2 separate regions of the Rattus norvegicus genome follow, and region 2 is linked to region 1. A link is a contact called in public Hi-C data. All regions are on one chromosome and are shown on one strand. Each heading gives the region's core, a stretch centred on a gene start, on an enhancer-like site or on the middle of the called end of the contact. The rest is flanking DNA. Distances are from core to core; before and after follow the strand shown. Region 1 overlaps Prkn (parkin RBR E3 ubiquitin protein ligase). Region 2 overlaps Prkn (parkin RBR E3 ubiquitin protein ligase).

Region 1 (4,608 bases), core at 1,246-3,745:
AGCTGTCTCTAGCCCATTGTGCTTATTAGATGGAGCCTCATACTGGGGTCCATGCTGGCCTTGACCTTGAGGTAGCTTTCCTGCCTTGGCTTCTCAAGTGTTTCCTGTACAAGTCAACCCTCCAGTTTTCTCACTCATTTTAAAAACTAGACATCCTCTTTCCTTCGCTGCTCTTCTTCTACACAGGTTTCTCCTCATTGTGGGGCTTTTTCTTGGGGAGGAAATTAGGTTGGTTAGATTTTTTTTTTATTCTGAGGAAGTTCAGTCCCTTTGAAGTGATTTTTATGCAGACTCCTTATATCCATCCTGTATCCATCTCTCTCACTGTCTGTCTGTCTGTCTGTCTGTCTGTCTGTCTGTCTATCCATCCATCCATCCATCCATCCATAGGTATAGTATAGATAGATATCTGTACTGTGAGCCTCAAATCACGGCTTACCGGCAGTTTGCATACACTGTAAGAACAGAATGAGTTAGTGGACTCTAACTATTAAGTTTCAGTAATTAAATAATTCTAATAAAATAACAGCAATGGATATTAATAAAAGTGTATCTATACAAATGAGTTTAAAAACAATTGTTCTTAACTGGGGGGTGCAGTTTACTGGTAGAGCACTTACCTAACATGAACGACGGCCTGGGTTTCATTCTCACAACAACAACAACAACAACAGCAGCAACGCACATACGCATACCACAAAGCACACATACACACCATACATAAACACACACACACACACACACACACACACACACAGACCATTATTCTATGAAATTTGTAAGAAAATCTTTTGACCTAAAACTAATAATGTGATAGTATTTGAAGCAAGCTTAATGCCCTAAGGAAATAATTTAGGCATGTAATTAGCAAACAGCCTTGTTTAGTTTCTTTCAAGAGATGACCCACATTTCCACAGACTCCTCTTAACCTCTCAGGGGCATGACAAACAGATTTTATTGGGAGCACACCACTCTAAGCTTCATGGAGAGTGTGCTAAGTAGAGCAGAATATCTATGTTTTCCTCAGTGTAAAATTTATGGAATTGTGGTAGGTCATTGATAAATGGATTCCAAATGGCAAAACCAGCTGTTCCTTTAACTCGTCTTGCATTATTTCCATGGGGGGGGGTTTACTTTCTAACCTTGGATATCACTTTATAAACAGACCTAATTTGGAGAATGTGACTACATGGTAACATAGCCTAGGCCTAAGAAAATCAAAGCAAGTAATTAGCCACAAATAACTTATTGTTTGCCTTTGGAATACATGGTGTGTATGTGTGTGTGTGTGTGTGTGTGTGTGTGTGTGTGTGTGTGTGTGTGTGTACTAATATTAGATTATCAAACTTCTAATTTAAGCTTTGGTTAAATCTAGTTTACAAATTTCCAGACATGATTTCATAAAGTAGATAGTTCATAGATAACTTGTATCATACTTTTATTGTTATCAAAACACCTGGAAAAAAGCAACTGAAGAGGGAAGGGTTTATTTTTGGCTCACAGTTTCAAGTACATTATGATGGGGAAGTCAAAGCAGCAGGAGTTTGAAGCAGCTGGTCATATCATGTCTGCCTTCAGCATGAAGAGAGCATTGAACACTTGGGCTCAGCCAAGGGAGTGGTGGCACCCACAGTGGTCAGGTCTTTTCATCTTAGTCATGCCCTACAGGCATGTCCTTTCCCTCAGTGATTCTAGGTCTCAAGTTGATAATTGAGATCAACTATTGTATCTAAAATAGTTTATATTTTGTTACATAATATTTGCAAAAGCTTTTTAAAAAATAATCATGCCATGAGACTCTTCACCCAAGGAAAATAACAAATCATTTGCTCATAGTTCATGGAAACATAATGACAGATGCAATTTTGAATGTCTCACCTCAGTAAAATCGTAGCTTATTTTTATGCTTTCTACCTTATTTGTGGGATAAAAATTCCTTCTTTTGTGTGCACTCACATAGACTCTCATAGATTCTCTTAAAAACAAGAAATATTCATTTGAAAGTACCAGGCTTATTGGGATTTCAACAAAAATCATATTTTAGGATTCTAAATAATGACTCATGGGATAGTATGATGAAACAGATCCTGTATTTTGTTGGCCTGAAGGTAGTTAGAAGTGTTGGACTGAGCAGATTATCATTCAATAATGAGGCAGAGGTCACTGGTTCAAGCCCAGTGTGGGCCAGTGATCTTCCTTTTTCTTTTTTACTGATAGACTGCATGCTAAGTCCATGAAAGAACATGGGTGATTGCCTGAGGAGTCAGGCTAGGAAAGAACTGTGCTTTTGTGGCCTTCTGTTTTCTGTTTCACTCTTGGGCTTAATTTGCATGCTTTCCTGGGGAAAGTAAAGCAAGAGAGGAAATCTAGATTTTAAAAGTCAGAGAAATGTTAAGAACAGGGGAAGGAGGCTGAGACCAGGATGGGGGAGAGCTGGCAGATGTTCTGTGAAAGTGAGTCAGGACTTGTCAGCCATCCAGGAGCTGCCTGCCCCCAGGCAACTGCTTGGAGACTGGTTTTGTGCTGTCCTGGTGTTTTCCAGAGCATCCTTTTGGGGGCACTCAGGTACAGCTGTTGGGCCTCTTTTGCCTTCTTCCGGCATGGATTCTGGCTTCTGTTAACTGAAGCTATGAGGGTGGTCCTTGGGGCAGGTGGATGTGTCACTTGCCCTCCCTGGATCACTGGTAGAAGACCTGTTGTTGGGAAACTGGTACTCTGTACCCCACACCAGTGCTAGCCCTTTGCCTCCTGCCTGAATCCTTCCCATGGAAGGCGATGGGTGAAGCCTTGGGGTCACAGGGATGCACAGTCTAAATTCCACACTGGTACCATGTAGGCATTCAACATTAGAACTCAGCTCAGAACAATACCTCCATTTCCCTTCCTTTTTCCATTTTGATAAAAAGAGAAACCAAACAAACAAAAAACTGTTGGCTCACTGCTCCTTAGCCACCCACTAAAACCCATTTATTGTTTACTTGCTTGGGTTAAAAATGCCAAGAACAACTACGTAAAAGACCAGTGACTTTTCCTAGAATATTTCCCCTTGTTATGTAGGGAATGCCCTATTTTCTCCACACTCATTAGAAGGCTTATTATTATTTTTTTTAAGCACTCCTAAAATCATATGTAATCTTCTTCTTGTTTTTCCTCATTTGTGGGTCGTTAGTCTGAGAGTTAGTGACGGTCTCCGTGGTGGCTCTGTCTCCTGCTGAGCCTGTTCTCTGTGCCTTTTCCAGTAATGTTCTTTGCTTCCCTGGACATCTGTCAGCTGCTGATGAAGTGAATTGGCTAGAGAAAGGGCTGGACCTTGTTCTCTGCATAGAAAACGCAATCATTAGGATGGCGAAATCGGACGCAAGAAGGAAGCTCATCAGTGTACGCCAGAGAAATGACTGGGGGCGACAGAAGGAATCCTGGATTGGAAGTTACGAAGCCCTTGGGGTACTCTGACATGGATGGAGATGGTGCCAAGAATTTGTATCTCAGCTTCTGGGGATAGAAGAATCTTTGAGAAGAAAATGGAAACTGACTAGCTTCTTTGTTTCTTCTGTGCTCTGTTAAACACAGCAGGGTATCTTCAGGGAAGACAAGACTAGGAAGGCAGGAACCATGCAAGATCCCTTCTTCCCAAGGGTTTTTAGCTGATGTGACTTGCTCAGACTCTGTAAGCAGGAGTTCCTAGCCCGCCATTTTGATGGGCACGGCTCTGGCACTGCTGCCTTTACCTACAATGTGTTTTCCATTTCCTTTGTTCCAGAGCAAAAGCTTGGAGTAGTATTAGGTTAGTTGGCAAGCCTAAGCCCCACCCTGAATGCAAGTAGAATTTGGCTCTAATTTTCTCAGAAGGAACTGTGGTCCTTATGGCCAACCCAACCTTCCTTCCTCTGTCTCCCTGGACACTTTCTCTAGTTTGGTTTGTTCACAGCTCCCCCTTTATTTTAGAGTAAGTCTCTTCATCCAGTGCTGAGGCAGCCTGAAGGTTTCCAGGTGGTTATGTGGCCAGTAGAAGGGAGCAGCGGGGTGACACTTTTGTTCACAAGCTTTGTGTAAGACTGTGGGTGAGACACCAGAACAGGTTCATTCCAGTGAACACTTATTTAATGAACCTATCAGAACCTGAATGACTCAGGTTTTTATAACGATTTTCTGGTCTAGAGGGTCTTCTATGTACTGTGGTCTACCCTTGAACATGAGCCAGCCCGTACTGTGAAGGAGGCCTTCTGCAGTGAGAGATGCGAGTGGTTCAGAGGACCGCATGTGTTTCTGCAGAGGTCAGTAGAGGGCATCTTCCCCACTCCTGACACTGTGCCATGCTGAGGGTTGCCTTTGGTATGTGTCCTGTGTCACTGTCACAATCTCCAGTGTCATTGGCCATTCTCCAGTATGCATCAATTTTGGCTTCTCCCCTCTCTCCTCCATGTTTCCTTGTGGTCTTGATCCATGAGAAACAAGCTGTCCCATGTAGTCAGCTTCTTAAAATGTTTTCTCTTGACTTACCCAAAACTCATCCACCTCCCTTGGTCTTGCAGACTCCCTGCTCCTTGGACCCCTGTGCTGCCTCTTTCTTACTTTTTCCTTTTCACTACTGTCTTTGTGTGGGGATGC
Region 2 (4,608 bases), core at 1,076-3,575, 240 kb after region 1:
GAAGCAGGCCTTTGAGTCCACAGGAAACAGGTAGGTGGAAAACACACCTCTCTGAACTTTGAAAAGGAACAGAAGCCCAACAATAGCAAGGAGATGAGAGTGAGAAACAGGAGCATTGTGCTTCAAAATGTCCCCAACCAACATGGCAGCATCTTACATTGTGGCAGAGTAGCCATAGGGCTATTAGGCACCCACAGAGGGCTGGCTTTGTGTCAGCTTCTCCGGCTTTTCACCAGCAAATGCCCAGAGTTAGAGGGGCACCTGATGTCACCTTATGGGTACTGGGCCCACTTGGAAGCAGATAGGGACGTCGTCTTGCCAAGCAAGCTGGCTTCAGCTTTATCCTGCTTCACCGTGGGCCCTGTGCTTCACAAGGGTCTTGCATTGAGGTGGGAGGAGCTTCCTGTGTAGGACTGGATATCCCGATACCAAATAGGTGGACAGCCTTCAGATAACACGGGATCTACTCTCACACATACTTCCTGGCTTGGGGTAAGTGACGGCTACAATTGGTAGGAAACTGCCACTGCCGAAGCTCACTGTTGCCTTGTTGGCTTTAGTGTCTGCTGTGACTGCAGGGTCTATCCAGCCTGCATGGTGCTGTGAGGATGGATGGTCAGAACTGAGCCTTAGAATGCCATTCTTGCAGCTCCCCTTGACAGATGTCCTGGCCCAAATGTCCTGGGTATCAGCAATACCCTCCTGTGGTAACTCTGCCACTTGTGATTAGAGTTAATGTTTCCTGGGCTTAAGGGTATTGAAAAATACCCAGCAAATCTCATAAAATATGTACTAGGAAAGGAGTTAAATATGCTCTAAGGAAAAGCAGGAATCACCTTTCATTAATATTTTTAAAGAAATTAAAGGCCCGGTCTATTAACCCAGTGGAAGCTGTGACTGTCATGGGTGGATATGAGGGAAAGTACAGATCCTCAGGGAAAAGCTGGGGGGCTGCCTAAGACAAAGGGGTTCAAATTGGTACTCAGACCCCCATCACGCTCCACACCCCCTACGGTCACACGCTCGCCCGGCTTCCCTTGCTCTTGTTTAATCTATGACACTGCGATCAGAATTTGTCACTCTGGGAGTTACATCTGATGTTACAGCCTGGAGCAGAGCTGAACCAAAATAAACAATCTGCTCTATTCTGCTTAGACTAATAGGACAGTGATGTAAGGCCCTGCGCTAAAGTGTTTCCTCCTCCCAGCGCTGCAGCCCTCAGTGGCAGCTAGTGGAGCTAGGGCGGTAGATGGGAAGTGTGGCTGGTTTCCAGTGCTGGGGAGGGTTGGGCGGGGGCCTGTGGAAGTTTCACATTTGCCTCTGTCTATAGCCAGAGGTGTCACCGAGCCAGGAGAGTAAGCTTTCAAGCTGCACACGCCAAAGCCTTTTTCATTGAATTCTTCCTGCGTGGGGTGACCTCCGAGTCTGGATTCTGTGCACACACAGGCTAGCAGTGGGAGTTTTCATTATAACTCACAGAGAAGGTGGGCGGCTAGCAATGCCTGTAGGTTTAAGCTGCCCACAGAGGCATTTCCAGTTGTCTTAAATGCTCCATACATCTCTCTCTCTCTCTCTCTCTCTCTCTCTCTCTCTCTCTCTCTCTCTCTCACACACACACACACACACACACACACGTGCACACACACACATGTGCACACGCTCACGGTGGGGGGTGCTAGCATTTGGCATTTTTGCTAGCTTTAGCCACTCTCTAGACAGCCCTCCCACCACTGGCTTTCAGGATGCTGGATTTAGATCGCCATTCTTCATATTCGTGGTTTTCTGCCACAGTACTCAAGGGCTCTCTCCCCTCCTCCTCTTCCTGTCTCTCTCTCTCTTTCTCCCATGCTCCCTGCACCCCTTTCCTTTAACTCACAGCCATGTTCCAGGAATCTCATACTCATCTGTGGCACACACAGGCTTCTGATGCCGGCGATGGGAGTTCCCTAACCTGTTTTCAGCTCTGATGCAAGGGAGTTTCCGTATGCGCTTGGGTTGAAACTGTCAGCCTGAGTGGCCTGGATTGAGTCTGGCCTCCTGCATGGAATCAGTGTGTAGTTTTGGCATCTCATGCTTAGCGAAGTGTGAATGAGAACACAGTGAACTCCCATAGAGGTAACACTGAGTTCCCTTTCCGTAAAAGGATGGTTTTCAAGCTTCAGGTTTTCCCTGAATTGTGATTTTTCTAGGCCAAACCAGAAAAGGATAAGTGATTCCAAGTCTCTAAGTGAGGGCTTTCCTCACTATGAAATAAACACCATGATAAGTTAAGATACCTGGGAGGGGCAAAAAATGTGGGAAGGAAGACTTCCTGTCCATTTGCAAGCTCCTCTGGCCACTCCCTTCCCCACCACACCTCCATGTCTGGGAGAGCTGCTCTCTCTGTTCCTAGCTCCTCAGGTCTTTTCTGCTCCCAAGCGTCCTCCCTCCTGTGGGCTATTGAGAGTGAAGCTATGTGAAGCTCAGGGTTATTGATGCCGCATCTGTGAATTAGGTGAGCCCATTCATTCCCTTGTGGATCTGACTCACTCTCCTCAAATCCAGCTCTCTCCGTACCCCTGTCCCGACAGCTCACACTATCAACTCCTTCCCATTTCCCCCTCAGCGGTGCTTCTAGATGAAGTGGGGGTGGGGTTGGGGCACAGTGCAGCTGATTTGTTGGTGACATCCTAGGGAAGAAATTGTGCTGTGGCGTTCTCTTCTTTCAAGTGATGTCTCCTTCAAACATCCTCCAGCTTTCTGGATAGGCTCATGGAAAATTCCCTGGTCCTGCAAGGCTGTGAGCTTTTCTGTCCTTCAACTCACAAAATGAACAAACAGGAAAATAGAAGACAGAAGGAAATACACCATTCTGCCCCTAGGTGGGGCCACTGCCCGCATGTGCCGCCTGCCAGTCCATTAAGATTCGCTTTCCTGGCAGTGAGACTCAGTTCAGGCAACAACAGAGAATTGATAATGTAAAATCAAGTTCGAGCTGCTGTAAGTAAGTCTTCAATCCTTCGGACCTCACTCATAGCTAGCACGGAACGGTTGTAGGACTCCTTGAATTCCCTTATGAGTCTTTTAAAAATACGTGCTTATTATACAAGTGTAGACTGCTTGAAATGGCAGCCAACAGCCCAGCATCTGTTCTTGAAGGATGGACTGTGGGCCCTAAGAAGCTAATGGCAGGGTGATAGTTTATAAAACATTTGGTCAAACAAAGGTGGATGTCAGGCTGTCTGTCTGGGCGATAGGTATGAGGCACGAGGACCCCAGATCCACTGGCTGCAGTCATTTTGACTAAAGGAAGTACTAAGAAAAACCGCTCATACCCCTTTCATCCTGTGAGTCTACCCTACAGCCTGTGCGGCACAGGAACCCCAGGGCAGCTATGAATGTAGCCCGATACAGAATTATAAGCTTAATTGACATATTAGGGGGGGGGGAAACTTCATTTCTTTATTTTCTTTGTAAATTGACTATGTGGTTGTTGGGGGTGAACTATGCAGATGCCCATGGGCCCTTATCATGTCAAGAGGTTGGGCACCCTGAATGCTTTCTGAGCAACTGGGCAGATAAGCACAGTCAAATAGCACAGATCCACGTCTTTTATAAGGTTGGAATTTGCATTTGTGGCCTCCTTCTTGCCCCGCCCCTTATTCAGGAAGCAGGTGCCTGAAGGTGTCCTGGCCCCATGCATCTCAGAAATCCCATTATGATGGAGACATTGTTCTGTGTGGACAGAGGAGTCTTTGTGCAGATGTCAGTCCACAGCCAGCTCTTCAAATCCCGAGAAACACCGTGTGATTTAAGTACTGTCATGGTCCTCAACTAAGGGGTCTTTAGTTAACTCTTCTCATTTCTCTGACCAAAAACATAATAAGAAGGAACTTAAGGGAGGGATTGGGTTATAGATTGAGGGTACAGTTGATTGAGGTTGGGAGAGAGGAAAGCATAGCAGACAGGGTGGCTTGATGTTGGTGGCTGAGGCACCTTATAGGGAACAGAGAAAGTGGGATGTGCTACAGGCTTCCTCCTCTTTCCTTTCCCCCTTTTTATTCATTTATGGACTTTGTCCACACAAAGTTATCCACTTTGCTATCACAGACACTTCCTTGATACCCTGAGTGGTGTTTCTTAGTTCAACCAAGTGAATGAAATCAACCTTTCGTACCAGGATTTAGCCCTAGACAAAACACAAGAGTGACTGCTCATGAGGAGGCCTTGGGACCAGATCAATGCCCCTCATTGTTCCAACAAACTTGGGTATCACTCCAGAACACCTATATTTGCCCTCGTCCTTCCAGTCCCCAGCACTATAGGATTCCTTCTCATTATCCCTCCCTTGCAAGGCTGTCCTGGGGCTGTCCTCACATGAAATGCTCTCTAGAGCCAGTCTAAGTGGCAGTCCACATCCCAGAAATATGTCTAGTCATCTCTCGTCTTCACCCTGGTGCCATTGGAGCCCTGCAGAGTAGGGACCAATGGCTTTACCAACCTGCTGCAGGACAGTAATATGGTTGTGCTACTGCTGCAGCACTGCAGCCCTGGAGCAAACAGCACAGTGGGTACTCTCGGCATGGACATGCAGCTCCAGGTAAGACTGGTGCAACTCTGGAGGAGCAG

What was found. A called contact is a pair of places that touch in the nucleus more often than the background predicts.
Region 2: a contact with region 1 is called in a Hi-C map of prefrontal cortex, with 2.6 times the contacts expected there. The contact joins two enhancer-like sites. A contact is called at or near these places in 2 of 12 Hi-C or Micro-C datasets (frontal cortex and prefrontal cortex).

What each region holds. Positions count from the first base shown.
Region 1 is chr1:51,435,501-51,440,108 of GRCr8, forward strand. All of the region lies in intron 8 of Prkn (parkin RBR E3 ubiquitin protein ligase), which reads right to left. Among named protein-coding and RNA genes, the nearest start is that of Agpat4, 260 kb to the left of the region's middle. Within about 2 kb of position 2,496, at least 25 of the 93 cell types and tissues checked have an H3K27ac peak or open chromatin away from gene starts, as enhancers often do.
Region 2 is chr1:51,674,401-51,679,008 of GRCr8, forward strand. The region is part of intron 6 of Prkn (parkin RBR E3 ubiquitin protein ligase); the gene reads right to left. Among named protein-coding and RNA genes, the nearest start is that of Agpat4, 500 kb to the left of the region's middle. Within about 2 kb of position 2,326, at least 17 of the 93 cell types and tissues checked have an H3K27ac peak or open chromatin away from gene starts, as enhancers often do.